2 separate regions of the Mus musculus genome follow, and region 2 is linked to region 1. The links are chromatin contacts, called in public ChIA-PET maps. All regions are on one chromosome and are shown on one strand. Each heading gives the region's core, a stretch centred on a gene start, on an enhancer-like site or on the middle of the called end of the contact. The rest is flanking DNA. Distances are from core to core; before and after follow the strand shown.

The links. ChIA-PET counts read pairs in DNA pulled down with a chosen protein or histone mark.
Region 2: an RNA polymerase II ChIA-PET map of memory CD8 T cells shows a contact between it and region 1, with 18 read pairs. The contact joins the enhancer-like site here to the promoter of Selenoh in region 1. A contact is called at or near these places in 24 of 39 promoter capture datasets (the 3T3-L1 cell line, the C10 cell line, the HPC-7 cell line and 13 more), 7 of 15 datasets of contacts at CTCF or cohesin (CD8 T cells, the G1E-ER4 cell line, the NIH/3T3 cell line and 4 more), 65 of 484 Hi-C or Micro-C datasets (the 3T3-L1 cell line, the AML12 cell line, B cells and 32 more), 28 of 115 datasets of contacts at active chromatin or transcription factors (the 230-238 cell line, T-cell acute lymphoblastic leukemia, acute myeloid leukemia and 16 more) and 4 of 9 other capture datasets (adipose tissue, embryonic stem cells, liver and 1 more).

The regions. Positions count from the first base shown.
Region 1 is chr2:84,668,467-84,673,741 of GRCm38.p6, forward strand. Selenoh (selenoprotein H) reads right to left here and starts at 2,242. Exons shown (of 4, transcript NM_001033166.3): 1 at 2,017-2,242; 2 at 1,779-1,924; 3 at 1,521-1,650; 4 at 749-931. The coding sequence starts at 2,120. The coding sequence ends at 1,550. Tmx2 (thioredoxin-related transmembrane protein 2) reads right to left here. Exons shown (of 9, transcript NM_025868.4): 6 at 5,034-5,140; 7 at 4,788-4,853; 8 at 4,558-4,687; 9 at 2,845-4,066. The coding sequence ends at 3,923. It overlaps Btbd18 (BTB (POZ) domain containing 18), which reads left to right. Exons shown (of 5, transcript NM_001145100.1): 5 at 1-315.
Region 2 is chr2:84,496,702-84,501,549 of GRCm38.p6, forward strand. Gm13710 (predicted gene 13710) reads right to left here. Exons shown (of 3, transcript NR_046046.1): 2 at 4,819-4,848; 3 at 4,047-4,743. Among named protein-coding and RNA genes, the nearest start is that of Gm13710, 7.7 kb to the right of the region's middle. Within about 2 kb of position 2,415, at least 10 of the 459 cell types and tissues checked have an H3K27ac peak or open chromatin away from gene starts, as enhancers often do. A contact at or near this core is called in effector CD8 T cells, memory CD8 T cells and regulatory T cells, where this site is marked.

The DNA.
Region 1 (5,275 bases), core at 992-3,491:
TCACTGAAAATTCAGGGAACTTCAAGCACTGTTTGTGGTTGTATTCAAAGAAGGTTTGAGAAGGAATGAAGCCATGTTAAGTAGAACACTGAAATGAGTGGAATCTCTAAATTGCCCAGGCTGGCTTTGAACTTTGACTTCTGCCTCAGCCTCCTGTAGCTAGTGTTACAGGCTTGTGCCTCTAAGCCCAGCCTATGGGGCTTACTCACTGCCAGTATGGGAAGTCAAGGAAAAGCTGCCACAGAAGCTAGAAAGATGTTACTTCCACGACCACTTCTGAGAAGTAGATTAAAAGTAGTTGCTTTTAAAAAACAGATTTGCTTTGTGGTTTTGGTTTTCATTTGTTTGGCTGGTTTTTTTGTTGTTTTTTTTGCTTTTCGAGACAGGGTTTCTCTGTGTAGCCCTGGCTGTCCTGGAATTCACTCTAGATCAGGCTGGCCTCGAACTAGAGTGCCTGCCTCTGCCTCCCAAGTGCTGAGATTAAAAGCGTGCGCCACCACGCCCAGCTGTGGTTCTGTTTTAAGCAAGGGTCTCTGGTAGGCCAGATTGGCCCAGTCCCCCTGTGAGACTTCAAAGTGCTGAGATTGCAGGTATACACCACCAAACCTAGCAACATTCTTGTTTTATAAGTGTTTCACCATAGGCCTTACAATTTCCAGACACGAGTTACTTTGCACTCTGAAAAATACAGACCAACAGCCCCACAAAGCTGGTTCTACCCATTCTTTAAGACAAAATTTAAACTTGCTCCTTATTCTCAGATACTTGACCTTTTATTAAACAATTGAAACACTTTTACAATGTCTTGCTGGAGGGCTGCCTCACAACTGAACCATCACTTCTGGTGAGGAAGAAACTATGGCTTCAGGTGCATAGCTTAAGTTTGGCCATGCACCATCATAAATGCTTCAACATCTCCAGGGACTGAAAGCTGCAAACAGAGAAGGGAACATCAGAGTAGGGTTCCATCACAAGGACCAGGAGACAAGCCCATCCCCACCTACAACTCTGGAGCTCATTAACTTCACCTTCCATCAGTGATCAGTCAACATGCATGAAACACGGGACAAAAATAAAATCCATGTAACCAAGAAGTGGGGGTACGAGCGGGATGGGTTGAGGCTATCTTATCTCAGATTACTAACAAAACACAGAAAAGCCAGGTAAAGTGAAGTAACAGCAAAGAGGCTGTCAATACAAGGGAGAAAAACCTTAACTACAAGTAAGCCACACTTTATTGAATTTATTGATTTGCAATAGACTCATAGAATTAAAATAACACCAGAGGTGGAAAACTGAATTAGCAAACAAAACTTGCCTGTGCCCTCAGGCTAAGACTTAACTAACTCAAGAGAGTACAAATGGCTCTTAGATTTGTTTGGGGGTCGGGAGTGTTATCAGCAGGAGTTCTACAATTTAGCTCCTCTTCGAAAATCCCAAATCCCATGAAAAATACACCGAAATGGTAAGGAGACGTTCCCTGTCTATCCCAGTGTGCATGCCCTGGTCACGATGCAAACCTCAACATGAGGACTCTTTCCCAACCTCTTTATGAAAGGTACTTCTTCAATTCTTCAACCACCTCTTGAGGCTCAGGAAATTTGAGCTTTCGTGGAGGGCCCTTCTTAATACCAGTCCAGAGTTCAACACCTGGGAAAGGATGGGATAAAGCCAAATTATGGTGGTACTCATTGGTACCCCCTCCCCTCAGTTATCAGGTGGCCGGGAGTCGCTTCTCGCCCCACCCCCACCCACCCCCCATCGCGGCCTCCACTCACGGCTGTTGTCCGAGCGCAGCAGCGTCACCTCGAAGCTGCCCCTCCGCGGTTTGGACGGGTTCACTTGCACAGGTAGCTCTGGGGCCTCCAGTTGCAGAGCCTGGCTCAAGGCAGCAGCATGGCGGCCGTACACGCGTCAGCTCGTACTACAGACACAAGCGATTGCAAATGGGGTCTCTCTGGTCTCAGCCGCCAGAGCCAACTCTTTCCCGCCCTCCTCGACTCCCCAACCCCTCACCAATGCTCAATGACCACGGTCGCGCCCTCCGCCAGTTTCTCGCGCTTGTCCACCGTCTCCATAGGCGCGGCCCCCGCCTTACGCTTTCTTCCGTGGGGGGCCATGGCACGGATTTCGGGGATGGCGCGTTGGTGGAATAAGGGGCGATGCAACTCCGGAGAGACAAACCAGCAGCCGGGAATCACAGATGCAAAGTTCAAATCTCGCAGCAAAGGGAAATGTGCGGGGGTGGGGGGAAGGACACGTGATCTGAAGGCGGGCCCTTCAAGCCCAACTACGCTATCAAAAGGGAGTCGGCGCGGAAATCCGGATCAAACCAACATTGTACAGCACTGAGGGGGTCTGTCTTGGGCGGAGACGGAGGAGTCTTGAAAGCCTCCTTTGGCTGGGGGTTTTCGGTATCTATACCTCCTACCCAAGGATCCCCAGACCAATCTCAGGGAAGTCTACTCCACATTTCCAGGGCGTTTGTACATAGACTACAGAATTCTAATTCGCACCGACATTGTTACTCCACATCTCCATGCGGTGAAACAAAAACGGACCGGTTAAGTGTATTTGAACCCGAGCCATTTACAATCCAGACGCTGTAGCTGGTGCCTATCTTCTCAGACACCCAGGTGAAATCAAGAGGATGGTGAGTTAGGGTTCATTTCTCCAACTGATCAAGGCCCTCATCCACAACCTTAAAAAGGAAGTTGAGGTCTAGAGGTGTTTGGCTTTTAGAGTCCCTGGGTTTGATATTCAATTTTAGGATTAAAAAAACAAACAAACAAACAAAAAAAGCAGTCCCCCGGCAGCTGCCCACTAGTAAAGGAAAAACAGCAAGGCAATCAAAAGAACAGTCCCTTTATTAGGGGAAGCGGTGGGATAGGAGGAGAGAACAGCTGTCCAGCCGTGGGGCTTTCTTCTTCAGGCCCCACCACACAAAGGAACCTCTCAGGTTTATATTGCCCTTCTCAGTTCCCACAACACAGGGTGGCCATTCAATTCTATTTCCAATGATGAAAATCATGGTTGAAGGCTTTTAATTGGGAACAGTGACCTTAAATGATAACACATACAAGCCTTTTATGTGTTCCTCCGTCACGTGTTTGTGCACTACATGCATACAGTGCCAGCCAAGGTCAAGGGCGGATGTTGGAGCCCCTGAGACTAGAGTTACAGGTGGTTTAGCCTCTATGTGCTGCTAGGAATCAAACCTGGGTCCTCTGGAAGAACAGCCAATTCTCTTAGCCACTGAGTCATCTCTCCAACCCCTTAAATTCCTTTCTCTTTACGATTTACTTACTATATATAGTATTCTGCCTGCATGCCAGAAGAGGGCATCAGATCCCATTATGAACCATCATGTGGTTGCTGGGAATTGAACTCAGGATCTCTGGAAAAGCAGCCACCAGTGCTCTTTCTTAATCGATGGGCCATTTCTCCAGCCCCAAACTTAAATTTCTTAATGCACAGATCAAGACAGAAAGGCCTAAAGGAAGAAGGGGTCCTTGAGGAAAAATTCTAAGGGCTTTATACTGACATCTAACATTAGGGTTTAATTTAGTCTATGCTTTGCAAGCTCACTAGGAGGAATAATTAAACCACAGACTGGTAATATCCAAGTGTTGAATAGCAATTTACACATTGACCCAACCTTGGAGGGAAACCATTTCTACCTCTATCGATAAGATCACTCCCTTCGAGAAACAGCTGACCAGGGCAGATGCGCCCTTCATAGTAGAATACTTCATGGTTTCCAGGATGCTTCTTTCAAAATCAGAAGCAGGCACAGTGCCCCTACCCAGGCACAGCCAAACAGAAATCAAAAGGCCTCAGGCAAGGATTGTGGTTATAGCTGGAACTGGGCCTCAAAGGTTCCTGAAATTGACAGGAGAGGAAGCAAAAACAATGCAGGATCCTATTTGTCCTTCTTGTTTTCCCCATCTGGCACAGTAGTGGGAGCAGGGTCCACAGGCTTCTCTTCTGACATGTCTCCACCCTTTGAGTGCTTCTTGGCTCGTTGGTATAGCTCATTCAAGTTGAATTCTCGAATCACATTCTCCTATGCAAAAGAGATGAACACATCAACGGCTGGGTGAGAAGGTAAAGTTCAGAGAGCAGGAGCAGGAAGTATTTAACTAAGCACAACCTGTAAGTCAGAGGGCAGCGACCTGCCCTAACCTACCTCTTTTCTGATACTTAAGTGTTCACTAGAGGCCAGTTATTGTGCCAAGAATTCTATCTACCTGCAACTGTAAAGCAATATGAGCCAGGTGGTACTGCCTCCCACTTACTCAAGTTTAGCGATGAGGAACCTAATTGGCTACAGAATGAATACAGGCACTTCACAGACCAAGTCTTTATCATTTTTCCTCAGCATTAGCAGCATATAACATAAACCTGCTGACTTAATAGGTGACATCCTGTAACTAATCTACATCCTCAAAAAACAGTGGGCCAGTGTCAGAATTCGGGATTAAACCCAGACTAAGAATAAAGCCCAATCACTGTTGTGTATCTTTCTCCAAACCACTGCCCATGTGTTTCACCTACCTCAGAAAAGGTCCAAGAGACAGCTCGTCCTTTCTTGTCAATCTGCGGCCGACGAATGACCTCCTTGCCGCCTTGGAACAGAATCAGGGTAGGGAGCTGTCTGGTGAGGGGTGATGTGCTCACTTTGTACCTACAGGGCCAGACGAGGACTCTGAGTAGTGCACCTGTATACATCACTTACATCACTCCAGGAATCCTCACTCAGGTCTTTAGCCCAAGCATCTACATACCGTGTGCTAACGTCAGTGTAGCGTCCAACATCTACCTTCCCAAAATTTAGCCCTGAACAGTTGTACCTGCGAAAAAATATAGTATTTAACATACGGAAAAATAAAGGGATGGATGGAGGGAAGTCAAAGCATAGCTACCTAGGTAAGAAAGGGAAAAACAACTTTGGATGTGTGAAGTTTAAGGACAAAGGAAAGGCGCTAGCTACTGCGTTTCTGTTACTCATACGCCTCAGTGTGCATACTCACTTGAGGGACAAGTCCGCATAGATGGGAGCAAAGGATTGGCAATCATTAGACCAGTTGGCAAAGAACTCCACAATCCAAGTGACCCTCTTGTCTCGCTCCAGCTCCTCCTACCCCACAGAGGGAAGAGAAAGAGGGTAAAGTCACCTGGGCATCTGAGAAGGTTCGGACCAGTGACAGCCCCGGGCTGCCCCTTTCCCATACAGGTACCCTGACAACCTTTCCAGGTTTGTCTATCGGTGCCA
Region 2 (4,848 bases), core at 1,165-3,664, 170 kb before region 1:
TTATTTGTTAGGTTGGTATCTGCCAGGTTCATCACTATTAAACAAATAAAAAAGAGAAATAAATGTCTAATAGTAATGAACCTGACAGATTCCAACCTAACAAATAAACAAGCAGAACCAGGAATGGGAAAAACTGGCATCTTGGGTCTCAGGGGTAAGAAAGAAAACTATTTAGAACTTTTGCCAAAAATGCTTTTCCCAGGTCTAATCATAATTAGATAATTTTTAAAAATATATAAATATGCATAACTAGAGAAGCACAAATCATGCATTATGTAAAAATCCACTGGTCTGGATTATTCAAAACTTTCTTTGTGTAAAAAAATTCTTTTAAATTAAAGTAGAGTAAATATAGAACTATATCAGGCTCTGGTAGAGCTGCATGGTGGAGAACTAACCCGGAATTTGTGGGACCCTCAAATCTGATCCCCAGCACAGAACTGTGGAGAAGGAAGAGACTCTTAAGAGTAAGAAAAGTCAAAGGGTTTAAATTAATGAGTATGAAGGCATTATCAGGTGAATTTTATGTTAATATAGGCTATATTTTAATGACAATATTTCAAAGTCAAAATTTTTAGGACTTCTTATACAATTAAGGCTATGTAAAAATGTCTCATTTCGCTATTCTTCTTCTGTTTGCCTTTGCAACAAGATCTAGCACCATGTCTGCCTGAACACTGCCATGCTTCCCACCAATAGACTGAACCTCTGAACCTGTAAGCCAACATCAATAAAATGCTGTCTTTATAAGAGTTGCCTTGGTCATGGTGTCTCTTCTCAGTAATGGAAACCCTAACTAAGAGAGAAGTTGGGACCAGGGACTGGGACATTGCTGTAATATTCCTGACCATGCTTTTGTTTGAAGGAATGTGGATTTTGGAGCCTTTGGAAGGCAGTAAGATGCTCTAAGTGGAGCTTAATGAGCCATCGTTGTAGGAATATGGAAGACATTGGTGTTGAGGGTGATTTGAACAGTGGTGACCTGGCTCAAGAGTTATCAAAGGAGAAGAATATTAGTATGTAGCCTAGAGACTGTTCTTGTTATATTTTGGTGAAGAATATGACTGCTTTTTGTTCTGAAGAGTCTGCCTGAGGTTAAGGTGAAGAGATTTCAGTTAATTGCTTTGACAAAGGAATTCTCAAAACAGCCTGGTATAAATTTTGTTGTGTGGTTACTAAAGTATCATCTTTGAAGAACATTTTTAATGAAAAGGAGCAAACTGAGAAAAGAAAAATACAAAACATATGGTTCAAAGAATAAAGGGGCACCAGGAAGTAAAATTGAGCTGAATCCTATGTTCAAGGAAATAAACAGATTAAGGGAGTGGTGACCTCAATGCAAGGTCCCACCCTGCTAAGCTTATTGTTTACGCTTTTGCAGATGAACAAGGGATTTGGTTATTGTTCCCATTTGGACTTTTAATCTGAAATGAACTACAATCTGGAAACAGAGAGCACAACTATGATCCAGATCTTGAGCCTTCTGATCCCAATCTTGAGGAATAATGGTCATAAAAAACTTAGGGCCAGGAATGGTGGTGCACACCTTTAATCCCAGGAGAAAGTGGCAAGCAGATCTCAAGTTCAAGGCCAGCCTAATACAGAGCAAGTTCCAAGTAAAAAAAAGCTTAGATCCAAGCATTCAGGAGACAGAGGCATGCAGATCTCTGAGTTCAAGGTCTGGAACTACAGAGCAAGTTCCAAGACAGCCAAGCTTAGGCAGTGAAGGAGTTGGAAAACAGAAAGCTGGTAACAGAATAAGGGGGACTATGTTCCAGCTCCAGTAAGCAGCAGATCTTGGCAGCTTTGGCCATGTGGCTCTGGCTTTAGAATCAAGAGTAGGAGACTACTGGGACAATTGATGCTGGTTAGCTGGACCTAAAAAATTAGTGTTGATTAATAAGACACTAGCATCCCTGAGGTGAAATCTTCTGGGAAGTGTTTTCTGAGAGCACAAAGAAGCTGTTTTCCAGAGATAGCCAAGGTTGTAACTCAGGCTGCTGCTGCACTTGGTAATGTATAAGAATCACGCAAGTATTTCTGGTTTTGAAGGCATGAAGGGGTCATGGAGAGGAGCTGAGGCTTGGCACTGTGAGAGGCCACTGGTACAGCCTCACCCCACAACTGAATGGATCTTGCAAAAAAGTTGAGACTTGGCACCATTAAGGGAGAGAGGCTATTTGTGAAGCCTAGTTGCAATGAGAAATCCCAGCATATTAGTGATGCCAATACCATGGGATGACCATCAAGAACAGCAGCAGCTGTGAAGTGGAGTCAACCAGAGCCTAGAGTGCTCCAGAGGGCAGAGCCGGAGAAGTGACCCAAGCCCTTTTGAAAAGTCCAGAAGCTCGTGTGTAGATCTCAGATGATCAGGAACAGGAAGCTGTGAGGTTGAAGTTGCCTTGGAGACCTCAAAATGTTAGAGATGCAAGATCCATGGGTACCTGCCGAGGAAAGCTGCTAACAGGAAGTGGTACCAGCCCAGGGGAAAGAAGTTTGTTGTGATCAATAAAGATGAAAAGAGGTGGAGATCTGAAGACCACTTTGGTGGTACAGATTTGAAGTTTGCCCAGCTGGTTTTTGGCTTTGTCCATTATTCCCTCACTATGATGTTTTGGAATGGTAATGTGTGTCTTGTGATGTTTAAGGTATGTGATCTGCTTTTTTATTTTTACTTTAGAGGGGACTACAGTTAAGTGACTGATTGAATCTCAGAAAAGACATTGAACTTTGGATGTTTAATACTGTTGAAACTGTTATAGACTATGGGACTTCTGAAGTTGGTCTAATGTATTTTGCATTATGCTATGGTATGCATTATATTATGGTATGGCCCCCATAGATGTCTATGTTTGGACAAACCTATAAGGGCCAGGGAGTGGAATGTGGTGATTTGACCAGGAGTGGCACTATTAGGAAGCCTTGTTAGCGTTAGTGTGACCTTGATGGAGGGAGTATGTCATTGTGGAGGTGGGCTTTGAGACTCTCCTCCTAGCCATGTGGGAGCCAGGCTTCTCCTGTTTGCTTTTGGATCAAGATGTAGAATTTTCAGCTACTTGTCCTGTATCACATCTGCCTGGACGCTGCCATGCTTCCCACCATGATGATAATGCACTGAATCTCTAAACCTGTAAGCCAGCCCCAATTAAATATTGTCCTTCATAAGAAAAAAAAAGAATGTCTCATTTCTCAGCATTTTAAGAGAAAAACATCCTAATGCTTGCTTCAGCTTACTTTGGAGTGAGATATAAATACACAGACTCCAAAATCCATATACAGAAAAATAGATTTCAAAATAGAGTGGGTTGGCCTGATTGCTGCTTGTATTCTAATGCTAATTTGGGCCCCCAAAACTGGTTGCCCAGAGATGAGAGAGTCCAAGAGGCTAGGTAAGTGACCCTGCCCCCAGTTAACTGTGATTGGCAAATAAAGATGACCACAGCCAATAGCTGGGCAGAAGAGACATAGGTGGGGTTTAGGTTTCCCAGGCTTGGCACCATGAGGAGGAAGAACATGCAGGAGAGAAGAGAAAAGAAGCCACCATGGGATAAGGGTCAAGAGACCATGGCCCTGAGGTCTGCCCTATTGGAGCTAAGAGCAGCCCAGATGAAACATAGTAAGTAGTAAGTAATAACTTGGGGTTATTGATAGGAAAGTAGATTCTAACAGCAGGGAGGGTAGGCAGCTACCCAGCTATTGTGCTAATTAAGGCTTATTGTAAATATAAAGGTGGTGTGTGTGTTTTTTAATCCAGAAACTCAATAACATAAAGCAAGGTAGAAGCTCCCAGCTGGAATTTAAACAATTTCTACTAGACAAAGTGGAGCATGTCAACCTCCCAGGCAAAATGTCCACTAACACAACAGTAGCATGGCTGTTATGGTGATAGCCAACCACTTTACAACTGGATAAGGGAGACCTGCTCCACAGAAGAGAATTTATGCTTGCTTCTGTGAACCTAGTCTATATTCCACGATTGAGGAGGCCATGGACCCTAGGGGGGTTTACTCTAGTTGATTTGTTAAGTGATCATGTCATCAAGCCACCTTCTAAAAAATTGTATTTATTCACATAAATTAGTACTCTCAACCTCAGTCTGAGGGTCTTCCTTTTGCAGTATACAGCAGTTCACACAGATTTACAACAGTTCAAAATGCTGAGAATATGTGACTGACTTCTTGCTCATAAATGGAACGTCTACATTAAATCCCACTTCTACCACTAAAAGTCCTGCAAGAGGGATCAGAAAGAACATAATTGCTGGGGAATAGGGTAGAATGCCATGAGATACTGTCTTATACGCATCACACAGTTACCACACTCATTAACTCACACCAGCTATGGTTACCTGCACAAGATCAAGCCAGGAAAAGTCCAGCATAAACAGGGGAGGGGCTCACCAGGCTCCGCCCCTAGCTGAGGACCATTAGCAGATGGTTGCTGCTGAGGGACGGAGGGTCATTTTCTTTGGACTGCGGCCTCTGGTAGGTTCATGCTCTAGTGCATGGACATAGAGGCATGCTAATTAGACTCAGTTGGTAATTTAAAAGGAAAAAAATTGGGGGCATGACATTGAGATGGAGACATGTTGGGAGTGGTTTGGGGAAAGCTGGAGGGGGGAAACAGTGAGTAGGTATTATCAAAATGATCAGCAGTGTGCCAACTGTGGGAGGTGGGCTTCTCAAGTCCAAAGGCATTCATCGATGTAACTCCGGGTGGAAGGGCCATGTGTGCTGTATTCATCTATTAAAATATAAAAGAATAAATTACAATCTTACTTAAAAATTGTAAATAAAGCCAGACAGTAGTGTTGCATACCTTTAATCCCAGCACTTGGAAGGCAGAGAA